3 separate regions of the Macaca mulatta genome follow, and regions 1 and 2 are each linked to region 3. A link is a contact called in public Hi-C data. All regions are on one chromosome and are shown on one strand. Each heading gives the region's core, a stretch centred on a gene start, on an enhancer-like site or on the middle of the called end of the contact. The rest is flanking DNA. Distances are from core to core; before and after follow the strand shown.

Region 1 (3,255 bases), core at 403-2,902, 520 kb before region 3:
TGATGCCCAGCGGCAGCACGAAGCCCAACAGCACCTTCTGCAAGTGGTAGAGGCCCAGCCAGAACTGCCTGTCGCGGCCCAGCAACTTGTCCGGGAAGCGCACCAGGCACAGCTCCTCGCCCATCACCTTGACCGTGGTGGAGAAAATGGCATTGGGCAGCGAGGACAGCGTGGCCAAAGCCCAGATGCACACACACAGCGCCTTGGCCGAGAAGCAGCAGCTGTCCCCCAGGCTCCGGCCGCAGCAGTCGCCCTGGCCGTGTCCTCGCGTCCGGTGGCTCTTCAGAGCCGAGGCCACCGAGTGGTAGCGTGTCACACTCATGGCAGTGAGGAAGAAGACGCTGGCGTACATGTTCATGGACGTTACCATGGACACGATCTTACACATGGCCTTGCCGAAGGGCCATTTGAAGTCAAGAGCGTTCTCCACCGCCCAGAAGGGCAGGGTGAGCACAAACTGAAAGTCCGTCAGTGCCAGGTTGGTGATGAAAAGGTTGATAGAGGACTTGCGCCAGCCCTGCATGTTCTTCATCAGGTAGAGCACCAGCAGGTTGCCCGCCAACCCCAGGGCGCACACCACCCAGTACACTACGCTGATAAGAATCCGCACCCGGGACTCGGTGTCCACGCTCTCTGCCCCGCCGCTGCCCGGAGGATGTCCTGGCGGCGCGCCGTCCGGCAACTCCAGCCCCAGCTCCCACCACAAGTCCGGAAGCTGCAGCGACGCGTTACCACTCGTGTTGGCAGCCTCCAGAAGGTCCGGGACCAGACTGAAGAGTTCTGCTAGCTTGTCCCCGCCTGCTGTCTTATTCATGGTAGCTATCGCGGCTGCATCGGCCATCTGCATGCGCAGGTACCTCTAGGTCACGTTCTGGGGACGGTTTACCCCGGTGTTGTTCCCAGGCTAGCCTGCGGGACGTGCGTGGGAGCTTTCAAAGTAGCTGCTGAAGAGAGAGCCCAGGAACTGGGTACTAAGCGCGTCCTGCCGCGCAGCGAACCGCCCTGGACGCAGGAGTTGAGCTCAGCGGCTGCTTTGGAGCAGAGTTGAGGAGCGCAGCCCATAAGGGAAGCACTCGGCGTCCAAGGGTTCTCAGGCCAAGCTCGGAGTCCCTAGGTCCTTATGTACAACGCAGACTTCCCCTCTCCGTGTCCCGCTGTCACTGGGGCATTGGCGCATAACTCCCACAGTCGCTCAATTTTGCGATTTGGGGCCGCTTGCTCCCTTTCAAATACCTTTGTCGGTTTCCTCTGGGACTGCTTGGATGAGGTTTCCGTCCTTGGAGAGAAAGAGATCGTAGAGTTCCATCCACCTCGCTCTGTTGCCTGGAGGTCAGTGGGTGTCTGCGTCTTTCTGCGGTTGTCAACTCCGGGTGTGTTGCCAGCGGTGCTCACCAGTTGCAGTGGCACTTGCATGGCCGAGGCGGCGGGCCCCAAGGAGCATGCGTAATCCGGGGGCGCCGCGAGCGGCGCTTTCCGAGGTGCTGAACCCAGCCGCGCCCGCGCCGCGAGGGAGAGCTGAGTGGCAGGCAAAGCCCACCCGCCAGCTCCCGTTTTCCTCCCCAAAGTTTCAGCAGGAGCAGTCTTAAGCCTTTATTTTGCACCCGCAGGAGAAAGTCGATTTTGACGTGAGTTTCCTCTTTCTTATTCCCAAACATTATGATTAGAAGTTTTTTTTTTCTTTCTTCCTCACTCCCACTTTATCACTGGAATTATTCCATTTGGTGAGAAATGGTTCCAAAAATATGAGCTATCCTGCTTACTTTCCTTCTTTAAAGTAATAACAGTGGCCTCTTTTCATGCTCAAATGAGATGATGGGTACTTATTGGATACACAAAGGACAGCTCCACCTCCCAGCTTTAATTAGCTGACCACTTATGCAGTGTCTGTGTTTGTCAGGATTTTCAAAGGGTCTTCACATGGCAGAAGTCTGGGTTCAAGGGTTGCCCCTACGTTAATGTATTCTGAGAGGTGACACAAAAACAGAGCGAATAACTGATGAGCCTACTTCACAGAAATTAAATGCCCTAGGCCCAAAGCGCTTCAGCAAATTGTCTGATCACATACTGCCCACAGTCTCTCTACCTAGATGCAAATAGAATGGAGGATACCACCGGGCTGATCGTGAACCACCAGCCCTCCTATTTCCAGTACTGTTAGCATCAGGATTCTTTTTCAGACATTTTTCAGACTAATGGAAGTACATTCTAAGGACTCTTCCGAGGGAATGAGTGGAAACCATTTGAATTATTTCTCAAACTACAGTCTACATAAATGCCAGGTCAATCGCTCTGGTGTAAATTACACTTTTAAGGATTTACTTTAAAATTTTGAAATGTTTTCCCTTGGTCTGGGACTAAACTGAAACCAAAGTGTCTTAAGCATAATTGTCCTCACTCCTGGAGTCCTACAGAACTCCCAGCTTTACTTAAGGAGATAAAGAGGATGCAACCTTCAAGCTGAGGAGATAAGAAACAGAAAAAGAAAGAAAAGAAAAGAAAAGAAAGAAATAAAAGGAAAGAAAGGAAGGAAGGAAGGAAGGAAGGAAGGAAGGAAGGAAGGAAGGAAGGAAGGAAGGAAGGAAGGAAGGAAGGAAGGAAAGAAGGAAAGAAAGAAGGAAAGAAGGAAAGAAAGAAAGAAGGAAGGAAAGAAAGAAAGAAAGAAAGAAAGAAAGAAAGAAAGAAAGAAAGAAAGAAAGAAAGAAAGAAAGAAAGAAAGAAAGAAAGAAAGAAAGAAAGAAAGAAAGAAAGAAAGAAAGAAAAAGAAAAAAAGAATCTTGATTCCAAAGGACGTTTAGCCCTGAAAAGAGCACACACCTTGCTACGGATGCTGCACTGCTCTGTCCGCCCACTAGAGGGAGTCAGGGCTTTAGTAAAAACCTAACCAAACGAAAATCATCTCCTCTTATCTGGAGATGACCCTGAGGAATCCCTGAGGATTCCTCCCGAAGCACAAGTTATTTCTTTGGGTGACTATTACCCTGATTTTAAGTCTCACTTTCACACTCAGTTTTGACTTTATTTTTAACTAGTTATTTCTCCATAAAATTTATCTCTCTCTTCATCTCTGTCTCTGTTTCTCTTTTCTAATATTTCAAGGGGCTACTGAAACACAAGAAAAGCTGGGGCATACCCTGAAAGCTCTCTGCTGTTAAGTTTTTGGTATGTTCACACCAATGACCTCCATCCCACACATACACAGCTTCTCAGTGCTTCTAGACACATCCAGGAATATATCTACTTGATCTGCTCCAAATC
Region 2 (2,958 bases), core at 65-2,564, 590 kb before region 3:
TTCCAGCACTACTTATTGAATAGAATGTCCTTTCCTTAATGTATATTCTTGGTGTTTTTACTGATAATCAGCTGGCTGTAAATACACGTTGGAGTTCTTTATTCTGTTCCATTGGTCTTTGCATCTGTTTTATGCCAATAGTACGCTGTTTTGGTTACTACACCTTGGTAGCATAATTTGAATTCTGGTAGTGTGTTGCTTCCTGCTCTGTTCTTTTTGTTCAGTGTTGCTTTGGCTATTGAGGATCTTTTGTGGTTTTATACAAATTTCAGGATTTTTTTTTTCTATTTCTATGAAGAGAAAGCCACAGAGTCCTAAAATAATTCTGAAACTCATCATGACTTTCTTGCCTAAAAGATCTTGATTACAATCATGCCAAGTTTTGCTTTTGATTTAATCACTTGCTTGAGAAATACATAAACCCATACTCAAGATTAGTGCAGGCATGTCTCTGGCACCTATTTCTGATTCTATTCAAATTCCTAGAGATGTCAAAAATTACGTTAGGCCACCTGACAGGCTGTATCTAGTAGAGAGAAAATGATTTGTGAAAGCAGTGGGGCTATGTGCAATTGCTTTTTTTTTTTTCTTAAATATCACGTATTAGGTTGAAAACCTGCAATTGCAGCTTTCTGTAGAAATGGCAGAAGACAAACTAACATTTTTAAAGCGTTCTCATTTAGCTCTGATGAGCACCACACCCCTGATGTTCTTCTGATACTAAAATAATTTTCCTAGTGTAGTCTGAACTTTTTTAAAAAGACACGTAATCCAGAGTTTGTAACTCAAAATGAGTGCATCTACGAGGGATCGCAAGCCGTTTCTGGATTAAATTGCCAGCTAGCTAGCTAGCTAAGCAGGGGCGGTGAAAAAGACAATCTGCAGCCTAGGGAAGAAAACGCTTTTGCCTTGTTCTTATGTGTTTACGTTATATATTTCCCTAGAGCACGGCAGGACTTGGGGCTCAAATGGTACAACGGCTGGGGATCGCCATGGTGGCAATAAAAGCGTCCAGAGAGGACGGTAACAGGCAGGAACTCCAAAGGTCAGTCCCTGCAATTTAGGACTCAGCAATTTAGGTTGCAGAAAAAGAAAAGTAACCTAGCGTATTTGCCACTGGCAGTACCGGGAGACCGGGCGGGAAGCGCGCCAGTGCGCAGACTCCGCGGGCTCGCACAGGCGCACAAAAGAGGGGCAGGGGTGGCGCATTTGGGGCGCGGCGCCGGGGCTGGGGGCGCGGCGCCGGGGCTGGGGGCGCGGCGCCGGGGCTGGGGGCGCGGCGCCGGGGCTGGGGGCGGGGCGCCCCGCCTGGGGAGGGCTTCCTGTAGGCTGCTGGGCGGGAGCAAGGGGCTGCTCGGTCTCATTCAGGGCGTACTGAGGAGCGCCATGGCACTGCAGGGTATCTTGGTCTTGGAACTGGCCGGCCTGGCCCCGGGCCCGTTCTGTGCTATGGTCCTGGCGGACTTCGGGGCGCGGGTGGTGCGCGTGGAGCGGCCGGGCTCCCATTACGACGTGAGCCGCTTGGGCCGGGGCAAGCGCTCGCTGGCGCTGGACCTGAAGCAGCCGCGGGGAGCCGCTGTGCTGCGGCGTCTGTGCGCGCGGTCGGACGTGCTGCTGGAGCCCTTCCGCAGCGGTGAGCCCGGGCCCCGCGGGCTGCTCTGTGGAAGTTCCCGCGGAGGGGAGGGGGCCTGGCCATTCGATCCAGGCTGCACCCGCCACACCTTTGCCCTGTTGCCGCAAGAACCCTTGTCGGCCCCAGCCTTCTAGATGTTTTTGCCTCCTAGGGTATTGTTAGTGATCATTCATCCCCAACTTGATTGTCCAAAACTTGAGTTCTGAGATACTGCTGTTGCTGGGTTTCTCCTTTGGCCTCTCTGACTCCTTCCCAAGTTCCTCTTTTTTTTTTTTTTTTTTTTTTTTTTTGCTAAGAAACGCTCTGTATTTGCCTTTCTTAATTAATTGAGGGTCTTGAACCCTGGAAGAATCTAATGAAAGCCATAGGATTCCCCTCCTGGAAAACTGCATATAGGCGGTTTTTCGGCTACAGTTTTGGAGTGCTGTACCCTCAAGCCTTCCACGGACCCAGGCTTACGCTCCCTGCCTGAAACGCTGGCGTTCTAAGTCGCAGCATCTGCTACCTGGAGCCCCGTTACCCATTCCCATCATTTTCACCTTTTTGTAGACTTTCCCTTTCAGAACCGCAGACACTGGCATACACAGGTCCTGGGCATTGCCGTCAAGGCTGTCCGCCAGGCAGCTTCTACAAATCCCAAACTGAGCCTTTCCTTCTTCCTTCTAAAACAGCATCTCCACCTTCTGTATTATTTATTTCAGTGAATGCCTGAATCCGAAACTTGTACTTCATCATGGACTCCAGTTTTCCTTTCACCACATCCAATTTCAATGATTATCGATACAGTCATTTTGCTCTTTAGCCCACTCGGACTATTTCTCTCCATCCCTGCTGCAACTGCCTTGACATACGGGACACCAGGCTTATTTAAATGCGTTAACTCATTTAACCCTCATAGCCATATTTGAGGCTTGTAACAATAATGATTTAATAATTAAGATTATGTAATAATTTAAGAATGCTCCATTCAAGATGAAGGAGGCTTGTCCAAGGTCTTGTTATTAGGAGGAAGGTTGGCTGGGACTATGGATATAGCCTCTGGGTGAGGGATTGTGACTGGTGTTTATCTAGGTAGATGACCAGAGGTTTTCTGTGATTTATTTTAGCCTTAGGAAGGTAAAGACAGTGAGTTTATTATGTAATTTTGATTACTTTTAATTCCAGGAACCTTCAGGTGCAGGTTACCTGGGGTTTGTGCTATAAATATTATACTTGATAGCTTAAAAACTCTCAGGTCTTATTGTCACTAACCTCTCTTTCTACAGATGGGTGCTAAACTTTTTCATGAAGGTACTAATGCTAGGAACTTTAGCGCCTGTGGAAAC
Region 3 (3,268 bases), core at 381-2,880:
GAGATCCAGCCACAGCACTCCAGCCTGGGTGACAGAGCAAGACTCCGTCTCAACAAAAATAAATAAATAAATAAATAAACACAAAAGACTGAATGAGTTAATTCATGGAATACATTAATACAGTGCCAAACCCGTACTTAGTACTCAAAATAAATATTAACCGTTGTATAACTATTACAGGAAGGAAAAAGTACATATTTGTTAACCATACATATTAAGTCCAATTAAGAATAGTACAGGAGAATATTTATGGACATGGAAAGCTGTTGACCACATCCTATTAAGCAAAAAAAAAAAAGTTACAAAATAGTAAAAATACCATTTTATGTGAACAAAAAACTATGTATTGTCACCATTTATCATCTAGAACTAAATTTACTTGGTTTAGAATGTGCTCCATTCAATTCCGAGTAGACAACCAAGAAAAAGTTTTGGCTTTTAAGTGACTTGTCCTGTCACAGACTTGGGATAGAGGCTCCCTTAGCTCAAGATGCCACCACTTCTCACTTGGACTATTACAACAGTTTTCTGCATGTGGCCTCACCTTCTACCCCAATGCCAGCGTGACTTTTACAAATTCAATCTTCCTGCTTAAGATCCTTCATGTATAGAATACAAGTAGCAAACATCCTTGTTGCCTAAGATCTTTCTGACTGCTGTTCCTTTAACCCTTCTGGCATATCTCTTGCAAACAACCCGAAAGACAATTCACCTGCGTGCCCCTTTTCACTGCCTTCCCTACCTTTATGTGGGAAGCCCCGTTCTGCCTGTTTTCCTGGTGAAATCATTCTTCCAAACTCAATTCGAAAGAGCCCTCCTAAGCTTCCTCTTCTGTAATACCACACAGCTGATCACAAAGCACTAGGGCTGTTCTCCTGTCTCTTACACATCAGCCTGTGAGGCCCTCAAAGTCGGGGAACTGGGCCCTACTCATCTTCCCACCTCCACCGCCCAGCTCAGTGCCGGGCAAAATGTATACTTAACCACCCAAACCTGGACAAGTTGGGTCAGATCTCAGGGACTCGGTTTTCCTTTCCTCAAAATGGAGCTCTTTACCCCCGCAGGATCTTAGGAGATTGATTAAATAAGGCTCTGCAATATGTTTCCCGCTTACAGTAAGCCACAAACCCGAGTTTGGAAGCCCCAAGCCTAAGATTCTGATTCTGTCTCCGCGTCTAACTACTGTAGATGTGAGGCTCTGAACAAGTCGCTCAATCAAGGTCTGTTTCCTCATTTGTAAAGAGAATGGACCCAGAGATGAACTGCAAGGCCCCACCCTAATTTATGAATGGACGGTTCCCAAAGGGGGTTCCGACTTTCCATGAGTCCCACCGTCCCCCACTCCTCCGACCCACGCGGTACCGGCCGCTTCCTGCTTCCTGACCCCTGCCCCCGCCGCGAGGGAGCGTCTGCACCCACGAGAGTCCCAGGCTGGTCTCTGGGTCCCACCAGGTCTGCTCACCGGCTTCTCCTCGCCTCCCATCTTCCCTGAAGGACTGCTGGCTTTCTCCTCAAACATTGGCGAACGACGAAGCGATCAGAGAACCCGAAAGCGACGGCCTAGAGGAGAAGAGCAAAGAGGCGGGTCGCAGGTGGGCTAGGGCCCGGGAACACTGCGCTTGCGCCACTTGGCCTCCACTGGACCAGCTGATGCAATCGACAGGCGCCCTAACCCCGCCCCCAACTTGCGGCGGAAGGGGCAGCCAATGGATAACGGGAGAAGACGGGCCCTGCCTCCTCTAAGCCAATGGAAAATCTTTTTGGATGACAGAGCCCTTCTAGGAAATCAGGTTGTGGCGGGTGAGGAGGAGCTACAGGCCTACTCTCCGCAGACCTTGGTCTGGACGCTTTTCAGAGTCAAGTCCCCAATGCGCTTGCGCCTTCCTCCCTTCTGCCTTTATGTCGCACAATCATGGACCTTCCCGGACACCGTAGATAATAAGTCGGTCTTGGCATAAACTTCGGCGACCTGGATACCATCTTCGACACTGGAACAAATCCAGGGATGGAGTCCGGGATTTCCTGCGGCTTCGGCGCTTTCTGACCTGGCGCGACTGCCGACTTCTCGGCACTACTCAGGTCTCTGGCTCCCTGTCTGTAGTGGTGAATCGAGCCTTCCTCATGGCAGTCCAGGCTCCCCAAGCCCCGAGTCCTAGTGATCGGGGACAAACCCTTCCTTGAACATTCTTCACTGCTAGCCGCTGCTGATCTGTACTGCCTGGGGGAGCATTTCTATAGCGCCCGCAAAAATACAATAAAGCTCACCCAAGGAAATAACCATGGATTTTCACTCCTAGGTGTGTTTGGAATCGACTGGGCTTTTAAAATTTGTGTTAGTAGGCAATTTAAAACAATTACTTATTTGAAATCAGAAGCGCAATGGGCACAACTTCACGTACGTACTCCATCACCACGTTTTGTGGATTTTTCTTTTTAAACATCAGTTCTGTTCTCTACAACTCTCTGCCTTCAGGGAACAAGGGGTTAAGAGAAGCTGCTAGAAACAATGTTACATAGCAGTTAAATATAATTGTTAACCTATAATTTTCTGCATCTAGCAAACTCAGTAATCTTGAGCTCTCTGGTTTTCATTATACTTAGTTAAAATTAAGATACAATTCAGGCAAACGTGTCTAATGAGCATAATTAAATTGTTTTACATTAGAAGGTAAGAGTAGATCCCGTTGATTCTCATTCTAATTTAAATGTGGGGAGTTAGTTTGGTCTATCTAAGCCTATTAAAATTGAATATAACTCCTGGAACATCAAGCACTACTAATAATCTAGTCTCATTATAAACTTTCTTCTAGGTCTAGTTAGTAAATGGGTTTTGACTTCTTTTATAATACAAATTAAGAGGTAATTTTGCAAACCTTGATTGAAAAATTAAGCAAGTTTTGTCTCAACACTCGACATTTATTGAACATCTGCTGTGTGATAGGTTTACATCTTCCAGGTGCTGGCAAAAATACACAAAGTGTGCTTTCGTGAAGTTTTCAATCAAGGAGATAAAATACATTTTTTAAAAACTGTAAACTTGCAAGGTAGGAGGAGAGCTTAAGCTCAGGAGTTCAAGACGAGTCTGGGTAACATAGTGAGACCTCGTGTCTACTAAAAATTAAAAATATATATATATTAGCCAAGCATGGTGATGTGCACCTGTAGTCCCAGCTATTCAGGAGGCTGAGGCGAGGGGATCACTTGAACCTGGGAGATCAAGGCTGCAGTGAGCTATGATCACATCACTGTACTCCAGCCTGGGCAACAC

The links. Hi-C and Micro-C count contacts between places; a contact is called where the count stands out from the background.
Region 1: a Hi-C map of fetal cortex germinal zone shows a contact between it and region 3, with 3 times the contacts expected there. The contact joins the promoter of RXFP3 here to the promoter of TARS1 in region 3. A contact is called at or near these places in 6 of 14 Hi-C or Micro-C datasets (CD4 T cells, blood, cortical neurons and 3 more).
Region 2: a contact with region 3 is called in a Hi-C map of liver, with 5 times the contacts expected there. The contact joins the promoter of AMACR here to the promoter of TARS1 in region 3. A contact is called at or near these places in 3 of 14 Hi-C or Micro-C datasets (fetal cortex germinal zone, fetal cortical plate and liver).

Annotation. Positions count from the first base shown.
Region 1 is chr6:35,335,280-35,338,534 of T2T-MMU8v2.0, reverse strand. RXFP3 (relaxin family peptide receptor 3) reads right to left here and starts at 1,652. Exons shown (of 1, transcript XM_015139811.3): 1 at 1-1,652. The coding sequence starts at 847.
Region 2 is chr6:35,410,471-35,413,428 of T2T-MMU8v2.0, reverse strand. It overlaps AMACR (alpha-methylacyl-CoA racemase), which reads left to right and starts at 1,314. Exons shown (of 5, transcript NM_001266997.1): 1 at 1,314-1,633. The coding sequence starts at 1,387.
Region 3 is chr6:34,818,698-34,821,965 of T2T-MMU8v2.0, reverse strand. It overlaps TARS1 (threonyl-tRNA synthetase 1), which reads right to left and starts at 1,630. Exons shown (of 19, transcript XM_028849367.2): 1 at 1,463-1,630. The coding sequence starts at 1,519. LOC106998703 (a long non-coding RNA gene) reads left to right here and starts at 1,974. Exons shown (of 2, transcript XR_001445238.3): 1 at 1,974-2,079.